2 separate regions of the Salvelinus alpinus genome follow, and region 2 is linked to region 1. Evidence: chromatin contacts called from public Hi-C data. All regions are on one chromosome and are shown on one strand. Each heading gives the region's core, a stretch centred on a gene start, on an enhancer-like site or on the middle of the called end of the contact. The rest is flanking DNA. Distances are from core to core; before and after follow the strand shown. Region 1 holds the start of LOC139543690 (spliceosome-associated protein CWC27 homolog). Region 2 holds the start of LOC139543735 (A disintegrin and metalloproteinase with thrombospondin motifs 6-like).

Evidence for each region. Hi-C and Micro-C count contacts between places; a contact is called where the count stands out from the background.
Region 2: a Hi-C map of muscle shows a contact between it and region 1, with 18 times the contacts expected there. The contact joins the promoter of LOC139543735 here to the promoter of LOC139543690 in region 1. A contact is called at or near these places in 2 of 3 Hi-C or Micro-C datasets (liver and muscle).

Annotation. Positions count from the first base shown.
Region 1 is chr18:10,607,405-10,614,183 of SLU_Salpinus.1, reverse strand. It overlaps LOC139543690 (spliceosome-associated protein CWC27 homolog), which reads right to left and starts at 3,868. Exons shown (of 14, transcript XM_071350007.1): 1 at 3,595-3,868; 2 at 3,350-3,446; 3 at 3,012-3,124; 4 at 2,672-2,815; 5 at 2,476-2,574; 6 at 2,242-2,345; 7 at 2,056-2,125; 8 at 1,863-1,942; 9 at 1,710-1,746; 10 at 1,382-1,557. The coding sequence starts at 3,636. It overlaps srek1ip1 (SREK1-interacting protein 1), which reads left to right and starts at 4,068. Exons shown (of 5, transcript XM_071350008.1): 1 at 4,068-4,428; 2 at 5,925-5,972; 3 at 6,166-6,324. The coding sequence starts at 4,416.
Region 2 is chr18:10,766,727-10,773,505 of SLU_Salpinus.1, reverse strand. LOC139543735 (A disintegrin and metalloproteinase with thrombospondin motifs 6-like) reads left to right here and starts at 2,633. Exons shown (of 25, transcript XM_071350101.1): 1 at 2,633-3,093; 2 at 5,235-5,755; 3 at 6,264-6,664. The coding sequence starts at 5,653.

The sequences.
Region 1 (6,779 bases), core at 2,619-5,118:
CGCATATTACAGAGCAAGAGGTAAAGCTTCATATGACACCAATGTTTGCTTTGTAGCACCTGCAGACAAAACATTATGGAATCGTAAAAGATGCACTTTGCAGAAATCACTATGCCATTTCCTGGTTGTAAAAATTCTAACAGTTCGCTTAATTTTATTTTTGTGACAAAACAAGCAAGTATAATGTAGATAATCATTGTACCATCTAAAAAGCTGTGAAATATCATTTCCATAACCAACAATATTGTACTTTCAGCTGGTGTTCAAAACCGTAGGTAAAAGACATAAAACTTAAACTTAAGAATGGGAAGCATAGAAATAGCACACATAAAACAGATTCACTGCTTCTTAGACCTGTTTTCAACGAGAATGGCAGATCTATAACACACATTTCTATGTTACATATTGCAGCTTTAAAAGGAGGCCTGAGTAATGCCAACATGTCACAAATATACCAGCTTCAATACATTTTTCCACAATTATGCTATAGATACAAATGTCAAATATATGTCAACAATCCTTCCTCCAAAGGACTCTTCTATGGATTACATTTCTTGAAAATGTAAAGAATCATGATATTTTTTGTTATATTTTCATGAGGAATCACCTAGGCATAAGTACCTCCGACCCTCTGATTCATTCATTCATTCATGGTCACCAAAAGTAATTGCCATAAAAATGTATTTTACAACAATCAGTGTTTAATCAGAGATGGCGTTTGCCATTGTAATTATCTTGTCACTTGTTAACACTGTACTTAGCTACAGTAGTGAGCGAGGAGTAAGGAGTCATTGTTGAGTTTTCAGTGTTGGTATGTAGCCTACGATATAGCCAGTCCATAGGATTAATGGCCATTACTTCAAAGCCGCTGAATCACACTGCTCTATCGCTACGACGAGGTCCTTTGGTATGTTCAGTCATACTGCATCATCACGGTTATCACAAGATAACTTTGAAAACCTATCAGAACAGATTGAACGAAAAGCTCTGTCTCTTTTATCACGGATTTCCTTGTGAACTGAACCAACCTGTCAACTAGCTGGACATTGAGTTGGGGCTTTTAAAGCAGTAGTATATCCAGTGCATAGACAGACTGAGCTCCCTTGTCCATGCAGTGCTACATCGCCTCCCCATGGCAGAGTCTAAAGAATTACAACTACTGTACCACTGATTTGACATCACTTTCTCTTGTACGCTACCGCCACCTGTTGGACACCAAGTCAGATTTCTAATCAGAGATGTTGTGGTAAAGACAAAAAGGGGCCTAAACTCAGAACACTGACGAACAATTAACGTAAACAACGCTATTAGATGAAACAACATTCCCCAAATAAAAAGGTGCAAAAGTGGCCGTATGGAATGTCATTTTAGTGTAATCTACCTGCGGTTGGCCCTCTTTCCTCTGTCCTCCTCGCTGGGCTCGGTACTCTTCTTCTCATCCTCCTTCATCTTCTTCAGCTTCTTAGAGATCCTCTCCCTCATTTCCTGCCTCTCGTCAGAGTCATACTCCTCTTCGTCACCATTCGCATCCCCCTCCGCAGCCTCATCATCCTCACCCTGAATACAAGAGAGAGATGAGAGAGAGAGGAGAGAAGGCATGAAGAACACTCAAGAGAAAAGGTGCTTCCCAACAAGTGGAACGGAGTGCATTATTAATGTGGTGCATGGTGTGTTGATTGAACAGACCACATGAAGGAATAAGAGCATACCTCTGCTGCTTCTCCAGCTCCACCTTTGGCTTTTTTCCTTCAAACACAAGACAAATAGATTCAGAAAAACATGAATAATATATTCATTCATTCTCCAAACAGGATAAGTTGAGGCAGCAGAGCATGGTGTCTCTACGGTATCTTAGTGTTTACTTGTTGACCGCTGGGACAGAGCTCAGCAGCGGATCATCCTTCAGCAGGTCATGACTGCTTTTGCTTTTCCCCTTCAGTGTCTGGATGAAAAGAAACAATGTGTGTAATGTATCTGATTGACACTGATGGCATAAAGATGGCGAGTTTGATTTGAAGCGCAGAATAACAATGAGACTGCTCATGTTCTAATTACCTGGCTGACTTGAGTTACCATTTCCTCTTCCTCCTCGGCTTCCTCTCCAAATGACAACAGACTGAAGTTCCTGACAAAATAAATAGGTCCAGAGTCCGACTGTTCATAAATACAGTACCACGCTTTCGAGTCAGCAACAGATTGAGGAGCAGAGAAAGTGTGTATAATAGTCAATTAAACACTTACTTTGTTGCTTTGGACTGAGATTTCTTTCCCTCTTTTTTGTCTTCATCCTTTTTGGATTTTCTTCTTTCACGTGGAATGATGTCATCAAAGGGAGAATGTAACACCTGCAGGGAGACATTAAAAAAAACTTTAAGTAACAGAGTGTACAGAATTGGAAAAACATGTAAAACAAATGAATGGTCAAAGTGATAAAATATTATTGTGTGATGTAAACCCATAACAAGACATACATACCTCAGTGGTTCGTATCTTGTGTGGATTTAAAGGTCTTTCCTCCTGATCACATTCCACTTCGGATAACCTGAGCATGTTGTACACTGTGTCACCTGTCACCTGCATTGGGGAAAGGAAGATGAACTTACAGGACAAATGCGGCATACTAAAAGCTTTCCAGACATAAAGATGCATTGATCTTCTTTTGGCGTTTTACCTTTCCAAAGATGGTGTGTTTGTTGTTGAGCTCATCTGCCCGACCCAGGGTGAAGAAGAACTGGCTGCCGTTGTCATGGGGCCCTGCGTTGGCCATGGCAACCAGACCACGTCTATTGAAACGCAGTCTGGAGTGGAACTCATCCTGGGAACGGGGGACAGAACCAACAGCAAAACAAGAATCAGCCCCACTGTCTCATTGTTAGTGGAAGTCTGAAACCATAGTAATGGGTGAGCTGACAAAGGTTTCATGTAGAAAAGTTGAGTTTATAACTAGCCTATACGTTTTCTGGGTGACCATGATGCGAGATAATAAGGTGATGGAGACAGTGAAAGTTAACCTTGAATGGGCGTCCATAGACGGACTCTCCCCCCGTCCCGGATCCTGTGGGATCTCCTCCTTGGACAATGAACTCTGGCACCACTCTATGGAATGGTGTTCCATCATAGTAGCCTGTGGAAGAGAACAGTACACATTTACAATAAGCTGGTGTGCAATGTGAAATGGTGAGTATACTAATCTCTTGAGGACAGACTAAACAAAATCGGACAGAATTCCGCAAGATTTTAGATCTGGGTTAACCAAGATTTTGAGTATACATTATAAGTACATCAGTATTGTTGAGTGACCTAACATTTTAACCTGCTAGTAGATATAAATCAGGCACTCAATCCTTACCTTCCATGCATAACTGGACAAAGTTTCTGGCGGCCTTGGGTGCCTCTTTGGACCACAGCTCAATATCGATGTCACCAGCTGAGGTCTTGATCAGAACCTGAGAAGGTAGAATATCATATCACTTTATACCAAGGCCACATGCCTGCTTGGCAGAACGTTAGCTAGCCAGCTTACTGTACTTCGTGCAGACTGTGATCTTCAGAGGAACTAATTACAGGACCCCTGACATGCAAGCTCGCGCTCACCTTTCCGTTTGTTGGAGGCTCTTGAATGTAAATGTTGCTCATTTTGTCGGTGACGTTAACGGACAACTCGACACCGAAAATCTGTTATCTATCTTTTCAGCAGTATAAAAAAATATATTTTCCCGAAAATGCAGCACTAAGTACTTCGCAAAGACTGCAAATTAGAGATTAATATCTATATGTGTCGCACGCACAGCTCACTGAACCGCCATGTTGTTAAACCATGAATGCGTTGTTTACCTCGAGGCAATGGGGTGTGAGCGGCATTTACCAAGTCGATGCGTGGAAGCAGTTTCCCTAATATTTGTTTGAAGGGTGATATGTCAAATATCAATGAACTTATTAAATATGTGTATGAAAATATGTCGTAAATATACATCTGTTAAAACATTGATGGATTATCATTTCCATATACACCCCTAAAATGTGTGGTTTGGTCCGTGTGTTACATTGCGATCAACCCTCTCCCCGCCCCCCTAAAACGTTATACAGAACAGTAGCTAGCTAGCTAGTGTTATTTTGACTTAGCTAGCTAGCTAAAGGGAGGCTGACGAATTTATATCGAGAGAACTTTAATTATGAAAGTTTTCTGAAAAAATAAGAGAGTCAGAAATATTAGTATGAGCGAATTATTTCTCAAGTAGTCAGTCAAATCAGCTCCAAATGTGTTTAATTATTATAATTATTTTTACCAAAGATGATACTTACCACTAACCATTTTATGTTTCCTACCGGACCTGTTTTGTAGAGGACCCACAGGGAAGTGGTTCGAAATTTATCAACGCAACAAGGTTGTTGTTTTTTTGCAATAAAGTGTGATAATGGCTGCACCAGGTATGTTTGATCTAACATAAGACTCCTCGGTATTAATATTTTAATGGAAATTGGAGGTAGCTAGCTATAACTATCTTATAGTTGCCTTTTTGGCAGAACTTATGGACTGCTAGTTAGCTAGCCTAGCAACTATGATCCGATTGGCTGGTATGATTGTGTTCATTGTTTTAAATAGCTAGCTAGTGTTATTTTGATAATATTCTGTGTATGGCATTTTAGTCTCTCCATTCGTCTGATAACAGCTGTGTTATGTTATCTCAATGTGAATCATATACACTGAACAAAAATATAAACGCAACATGTAAAGTGTTGGTCCCGTGTTCCATGAGCTGATATAAAATATCCCAGAAATGTTCTGTACGTACAAAAAGGTTATTTCTCTCAAATTGTGTGCACAAATTTGTTTACATCACTGTTAGTGAGCATTTCTCCTTTGCCAAGGTCATCCATCAATCTGACAGGTGTGGTATAATACATAAGCAGATTGAACAGTATGATCATTACATAGGTGCACCTTTGGGGATAATAAAAGGGCACTCTAAAATGTGCAGTTTTGTCACACAACGCCACAGATGTCTCAAGTTTAGAGGGAGCTCGCAGTTGGCATGCTGACTGCAGGAATGCCCACACTAAAGCTGTTGCCGGAGAATTGTTCATTTCTCTACCATAAGACACCGTTTTAGATACATTTGTAGTCTGTCCAACCAGCCTCACAACCGCAGACCCTGTAAATGGCATTGTGTGGGTGAGCGGTTTGCTAATGTCAACGTTGTGAACAGAGTGCTCCATGGTGAGGTTATGGTATGGGCAGGCATAAGCTATGGACAAACAACACAATTAGCATTTTATCGATGGCAATTTGAATGCACAGAGATACTTTGACGAGATCCTGAGGCCCATTGTCGTGTCATTCATCCGCCGCCATCACTTCATGTTTCAGCATGATAATACACGGCCCCACGTAGCATGGATCTGTACACAATTCCTGGAAGCAGTTCTACCATGGCCTGTGCATACTCAGACATGTCACCCATTGAGCATGTGTGGGATGCTCTGGATTGACGTGTACGACAGAGTGTTTCAGTTCCCGCCAATATCCAGAAACGTCGCACAGCCATTGAAAAGTGGGACAACATTCCACAGGCCACAATCAACACTATGCGAAGGAGATGTGTTGCGCTGCATGAGGACAATGGTGGTCAGACCAGATACTGACTGGTTTTCTGATCCATGCCCCTAGCCTTTTTTTAAGGTATCTATGACCAACAGTCATGTGAAATCCAAAGATAAGTGCCTAATACACTTTTTTCAATTGACTGATTTCCTTATATGAACTGTAACTCAGTAAAGTCTTATACATTTTTTGCATAATGCGTTTATATTTATGTTCAGTATAAGAAGGAATCAGAATATACAGGCCTACGTTTTTGCGAGACTTCAACAAAGCAATAAATTGTCCCATTTCACAATGATTTCATTTTTCACTTCATTTGCAGGTCCCAATAAGGACAACATCAGAGCTGGGTGCAAGAAATGTGGTTACCGTAAGTCATCTTTATTGCTTTTATTATGTCTCTAGTCTAACTCTACATATTCAAGCCTTGTGAATACAGTTCCAGAATGTTTGTTGTTGTCCCCTGACCCCTGAGTGTGCCATAATCATTCTGTGCTAGATACACTTTCATTCTAAAGTACTTTCCTTCTTCACTCACTTTTGTACTCTGGTCATTTTATCAGCGGGCCACCTGACGTTCGAGTGCCGTAACTTTGTGCGTGTGGACCCCCGGAAAGACATTGTCCTAGACGTAAGCAGTACAAGCAGCGAAGAGAGTACAGAGGACGAGCAGGAGGATCTGTCTAATGACAAGCTGGGTCGGGATGGAAAAGACTCAAAAGGTCAAAACTTTTTTTACATTTTGGAATCTCTGCTCAGCATGTTGTTAGAATGAACTGAATTCCAACTGGTTATTGGTACAGACATGAATGCCATTCTGGACATATGGAACAAATCTAATGAGACCAACTACAATCCACAAGCAACCAAGGCTCATCATGTACTCTCTGATTACTACCTCATTGATGCCTGGCGAGCTCATAACCCTAAAGCAAAAGAGTGCACTTTCTATTCAAACAGGCACAAAACATTCTCCCGAATTGATTTAGTACTATGACGTGCCTACGCTTTTATTTTCTTTATTCAAGAAAATAGAAATTTGACATATGAGCGTATCTAATCGTCATGCTTACTACTGCCAGATACAAATTCCAGATTCTCCTACAAGAGCCACAAGATGGCGCTTTAATATTTCCTAACTACAAAATCCAAATTTTCTGTGACCAATTTGAAACTG
Region 2 (6,779 bases), core at 1,384-3,883, 160 kb before region 1:
TCTACACGGCAAAAAAAGGAATTAACTATTGAAAACGCTACCAAGCTTTGAATTGAGTTCAACTACCACTACTCGAAAATGGAGGTAAGTTACTAGTTGAACTACATGACTCCCCAACACTGGGGTTAAACCAACTTACCATGGTAACATATCTACCATGAGCATAGTAATTAAAAAAATTATGACATATATATATATACTCTCATTACAGGTGTGTGTGTGTGAGAGAGGGAGCAAACGAGGAGGTGGAAGGGATTCTGTTTGCATACATTTTGCTTGAGAGGGGTTTTACAGGTGTATGCTACGCTCCCATCCTCTTGTGTCAACAATGGTGTTTCAAAGGTCAACTCACTGTTCCTAGGCCGTCATTGAAAATAAGAATTTGTTCTTAACTGACTTGCCTAGTTAAATAAAGGTAAAATAAAAATACAGTAAAATATGATGTTCGATTGTCACACACCAGCTAGTTGCAGTGAAATGTGTTGTTTTACAGTGCCTTGCTCAAGGCAGTACAACCAAATAAATGATATGTCATATGTTTACTAAAGACTTAATGGTTTTGTGTTTTTATATTCGTTTTTATTTCTATTCGTTTTAAGATTTTTATTTGAAATAAAAGAAAGGAAAATAAAAAGTTATTGGTCACATAGATATATTTAGCAGATGGTATTGCGGGTGTCGCGAAATGCTTGTGTTCCTAGCTCTAACAGTGCAGTGCATCTAACAATTCACAAAAATACACACATCTAAAAGTACAATCATGGAATTAATAAATATACAGGGCATTCGGGAAAGTATTCAGAACCCTTCCCTTTTTCCACATTATGTTACATTACAGCCTTATTCTAAAATGTATTAAATCACATTTTCCTCATCAATCTACACACAATAACCCACAATGACAAACTGATAACAGATTTTTGAAATTTTAGCAAATGTGTGTATATATACAAACTCAGCAAAAAAAATTGTCCTCTCACTGTCAACTGCGTTTATTTTCAGCAAACTTAACATGTGTAAATATTTGTATGAACATAAGATTCAACAACTGAGACATAAACTAAACAAGTTCCACAGACATGTGACTAACAGAAATTGAATAATGTGTCCCTGAACAAACGGGGGTCAAAATCAAAAGTAACAGTCAATACCGTGTGTGGCCACCAGTTGCATTAAGTACTGCAGTGCATCTCCTCCTCATGGACTGCACCAGATTTACCAGTTCTTGCTGTGAGATGTTACCCCACTCTGCTGCTTGTGGAGACATTATCTTGTTGAGTTTACATTTAAATGATAAAGTCAATGGTTATGTTCAAGATGATCAAAACCGCAATGTTTCATGGGTAAATTTCGACTGACTGACTGATCTTCAAATACTAATGAGTTGTTATTTATGATGCAAGGTGACTTGTAGGTCAGTCAGTCAGCAGTCGCCTGCAGTCGTTATGATGCTCCCAAACACGTCCATTCTCAATGTGACATGCCAGATTCAGAAGCTTGAAATCCTGATTAGAAAAAAAAAAAGTAAAACCCAATTAGATTTTTGCCCACCCAAAACTAAAACTGAACATCATTCATGATTTATTTTATTTTAGTTCGTTTTGGAGTCAAATATAATAGTTTCAGTCTATTTTAGTTTTTCAAACAGGTTTATTAATTATTTCATTTCAGTTTATTAAATCGTTTTTTCAAACCACCTCTCAGACAGGCCAAGGTGGCAAAGACAGCACATGTCGTCTTTTTTTACATTTCAACTCCAATTTAGCCTGGAATTCAATCAAACCCACAATGAGAGAACCCACATCAAATACCACAATTAACAAGACAATAAGTACAGGTGAAATAAAAAGGACAAGATGAGTTTCTGAGATTAAGAAAAATACAGTTCTTTATCATTTATTACTGCAGTTGATAATGGCTCAAAGTTGCTATATAGTTTTTGAACACAAGAAGGCGCAACAATCCTTCAAATAGTTCTGTGTTCATCGTCAGAGTGATTCTCCTTCTTAAGTAGGTTACACACTACATTCTGCAAAATTGCAGCTTTGCTTATTTGACTCATCTCATTTTTTCCTAGGCCAACTTAGTCACCGGTGCATTTCAGCAACAGCACTGGAGCAAATAATTGTTTTACTAGGTAGACAATATACGTTTATTTAAACCATATCTATTATTCCATAACAAGAATAAATGCAGGATATTGTTAGCTTTGTCAAAAATTTGGCCTGTAGAGATGTACATATTGTACACTATAGATGGTATACCATAAGAGGCCAAGGTCTAGGGCAGACTATTAAAGTTGACCAATTTCACTACTATATGTTAGCTAGGTCTCCTAATAACCAAACATCCACAGAAAAAATAGTGTTTTTCTACACCTGTGTATAACTTCGTTGCAATAGACACTTTAAAGTATGCCAAATTTTTTCTACTGTGATAGTTGGCAAAAAACTGTCAATTATGCTACACTTTGTGCTTATAGGTTCTGGAAAAGAGAAGTACCTGCAACCTATTTGTACCCCCAACCCCCCCCGCACGTGATATTAGATCGGAACATGCGCACAGCTGATGTTAGAATACGCACATCTGCAATGACGTCAGCTGAACCTCCCAGCCTGAAAAAGCTGCCAATTTGAAGCAGCTCAGAACTTGGCGATGGTTCCAGACCGGGTATACCGTATTAAAGGCTGCTACTTCAACTCAATTTAGCTGTGTTGCATACACTGTCCTAGATGTAGACTATTTGTTATTATTGTGCAGCATACTACCTGCGTTATCTAAAATAACAACTCAGATAACACACCAAGTCTATTTTAAAGAGGACAATTGAGCTATGAATTAGGTATCCTTATTTTGGAGTTAGTTTAAAAGTTATTCTTGGGGATAGACTTTTCTGCTAAGACATTTATGTTCCTCTGTTTTCTCTCTCATGGGGATATAGAGAATGGCATAAACCGAAAAGTGATGGACAGAGGAGAGAAGTCATCTGGCTACTACGGAATTTCAGCGCAGGCGAAGTCTATTGTCTGCACTCTGTAACGTTACTCTACACTCCACCGTTGGGCTTTGCCGCTGACAATGAAGATGAGGACGGTAACTATCAACACTCCATAGACACAACTAGAGAATGCTGTGTGTCTCTCATGCGCTTTTAACGGAGCCGCCGCAGATCCATTTTCTTTCAAATATGTAGGCTAACCATCTTCTTCTTTTTTTTAACAGAAAATCCAATGATTTATCTTTCACATTGTAGCGTACATCTTTTGGAAAACCTATTTTGTGATTTTAACTAAATTACAACTAGATGAAACGTGAAAAAGTACAACCCTAATAGGCACTTGGAATTCTTTACACATACAGTGTTTGGTGAGTAAATGTTGGTTAAAGTTGGATCCACTATTTCTTCCAGCGTTTATAGAAAAATCACGTGTCTCTTTAAACTGGCTTGATGTCTAAGCCAACTTTCTCTGCACTGTTACATTTGTAACTCACTAAAACAGGTCCACATCTGCAAGAACGGTCCGTCTCTGTCTGTGTGTTAAGGCGTCAAACAAACCCATATGACTTGAGCGAGATAGTGTCTGTCATTTCTACAATAGCTAACAATAATTATCCCCGGCGTTTTCATACTCTTTTTGTAATCCCTAACATAGGAACAGTGTTGAACTGTTGGTAGAATATTCCAGTTGTAGTTGAATTACATATCCTCCTAGACTAACTTGAAAGGAGCAGTGAAATGTTTTTTATTTCAGTCGGTCGGTCGGTCGTGTAGTCTGATGTATTCGGGCTGGGTGCCAAATGTCTGGGTCAGACGGAGTGGCCAAGTAGATGTAGCGCTGCTGTCTGGAAATGTGCCGCTAGATGTTCATTATATAGAGCTTACAGAAGGTGCAACACGCCGCTTCCAACACTGGATTCTAGCCACAGACAGATAACCACCCATACTGTCTTTACGCACATCCGATAGATCAGAGGTGATTACTGGAATTTACGCGTTTTCACTTGGACATAAACTTGGAACCTCGCCTGGACTTGGTTTTAAAAGTATTACATGCCGTTTATGAGCTGTGTGAGTGAGTGACCCTCTCTTTCTTGAAGAATATCCGGTAAGTGGTTTGAAATATAGAACAAGTGATTGATTTATTCATTCATTGATGGATAGGTTCAATGATAAATGTGTGTGTTGTTACACTATTATAACACCTTTATTTATGCGTTATTACACACGCACACACATACAGAGGACTTGCTGAGAGCAACGTTAATCTTTTGATTTGCTCCTGGCTGCAGAGAGAGTCAGTGGGAGAGAGATGCCTAAACCTGTTATAGAGACAGGTGCTGTGTTGACTGAGGAGGCTGGCGGACATCGAAGCACGGGCTGCTTTTGTACTTGATCATCGTGTTGTTGTTGTGACTTGCTGTGGAATATCTGAAAGACTGACTTCTCCTTAGGCTGTGGAGATGGTATGGTGTCACAAACACCGTTATCCACATGCATGTTGACGTTTATTGTCACGAGTCTTGCCCTGGAGGCAGAACTGAGCGATTTCCCGTTAGTTAAGTCAGCTGCGAAGTCAAAATGGGCTATATTGAAAATATTAATGAACACAAAATGTGCTTAATTTAAGGTTAAGGTTAGCAGTGTGGTTAGGGTTAAGGTTCAGGTTCGGTTTAAAATCAGATTGTATGACTTTGTGGCCGTGCCAGCTAGCGACCACTTTGCAGAGCTGCCTCCAGAACAAGATTCATGACGAAAAACGCTATCCTGCTAACCACAAACCATGGCATGCTGGGTAAGCAGGCTACAGGAGGAGGGTATTTCTGTCATGGAGTGTACTGTTGGTGAATATGCTGTGCAGTCGTTTGGCATCATCTTTTTTCCATGGCTAATTGTAATTTGCAGATTAGAAGTTTAGCCTATGTAGTAAGTACACTCTTAGAAAAAAGGGTTCCAAAGGGGTTATTTGGCAGTCCCGATTCGAGAACCCTTTTTCCCCCAGGTAGAATGCTTTTTGGTTCCAAATAGAATGCTTTTTGGTTCCAGGTAGAACTCTTTTGGGTTCCATGTATAACCCTCTGTGGAAAGGGTTCTACATGGAACCCAAAAGGGTTTATCAAAGGGTTCTCCTAGGGACACCCGAAGAACCCTTTTAGGTTCTAGATTTTTCTAAGAGTGTAGACTAGTTGTTTTGTAGCAGGTATGCTTATTGAACTATGCAATGATGTATTCACAGGTATGCAGATGGATTGGTCAAGACAAGCTTCCAATATAGATCTAGATCTATAGATCTGCTGCTGTGGACGTGCTTGAAGTGACTGACTGACTGACTGATCTACCGATGGATTCTAGCATCACCACCTCCCATGATGAGTGGCTGACATGAGCTCCAAGGGAAACGCCAGTGAGGTCTGGAAGTGTCTGCTGCCCTCAGGAGGAATCTGAGTGTCTCAGAGACGTTCTCTGGATGAGACCTGGATGAGACAAGAAGAGAAGAAGAAGTAGTGAGAACATTCCCCCCCACAGAGGACCCAAACCATGGGCTTGTTATGGTGCCAGGCACGCCGGACTGATCGTGTGTTCCTAGCCCGTCAGTAGCACCACATCCCCCCTCACCCCTCCTCCCCCCAACCCCATGTCAGACCTTTCTCTGAATGATGGAAATTTTGCGGAAGACGCTGACTTGTATATTGATATTGAGCCTGGTGGTGGTCATGGCTTCCTCTGAATTTCAAAGACTTTCGCACAACTCACAAGGTAGGACTGCTCATTGCTTAATTGTACATCTTAACTTGCTTGATTGCAGCCAAGGTGCTAGAACTGCTCTCCTTGAGAGAAACGGATTTGTCCTCCCGGTGAGGCAGGTGTATGCTTGGTTGCTGCTCATGGTCAGTGGTCAGTCAGTGAGACATCTGTAACATCTGGTGGCCCTGGCCTGACTGTTATTTTAGAGGGATGAACCCACTGTAGAGCACAACCTGCTAGCTCTGGAACACTGTGAGGTCATGTCTGTCCTGTCTGTCTGAGTTCCACCATAGACATTCTACATTCTATGAGTTCTACTATCTGTAGTGTGTAGTCCTGTTATATTCTGTAATGGCTGGAGGACCCCCATTGTCTTAAATATGTCACTTCTTACTGTAGTGTATCAAGGTTCTTACTCAGATTCACATTCTGTGTTCATTTTTCTCTTCCTCATTCTTTCCTCCTTGTACACCCCTCCTCCAACGGCTCATCTCTCCCCATCTGTTCTTTTCTGTAAAAGTGGAGTACCTGTCCTACCTGCAGCACTACCAGCTGACTGTGCCGATGCAGGTGGACGAGAATGGGGACTTCCTCAGCTACACTGTGAAACACCACCGGCCCGGTCGCAGGAGACGAACCGCCGACCCAACCAGCACCACCGTCGGCCCAGAGTCAACCGACCACGTCGAACAGGACCCGGCCCAGACCCGAGTCTTCTACAGACTGTCTGCTTACGGAAAGCACTTTCACTTAAACTTGACCCTCAACCCCCAGCTGGTGTCCAAACATTTCACAGTGGAGTACTGGGGGAGAGAAGGCCTGGAGTGGAGACATGACATGGTGGAGAACTGCCACTATGTAGGATACCTGCAGGATCAGTACAGCTCCACCAGAGTAGCACTCAGTAACTGTAAGGGCTTGGTGAGTACCATGGGATTCTGGAGTTGATGTGTTTGGTTTGGGTGTGTGTTGGAAGGAAGCTACTGTAGCCAATCAGGGTATTGAAATGTGTGATGGAGGGATGGAAAAGAGGACA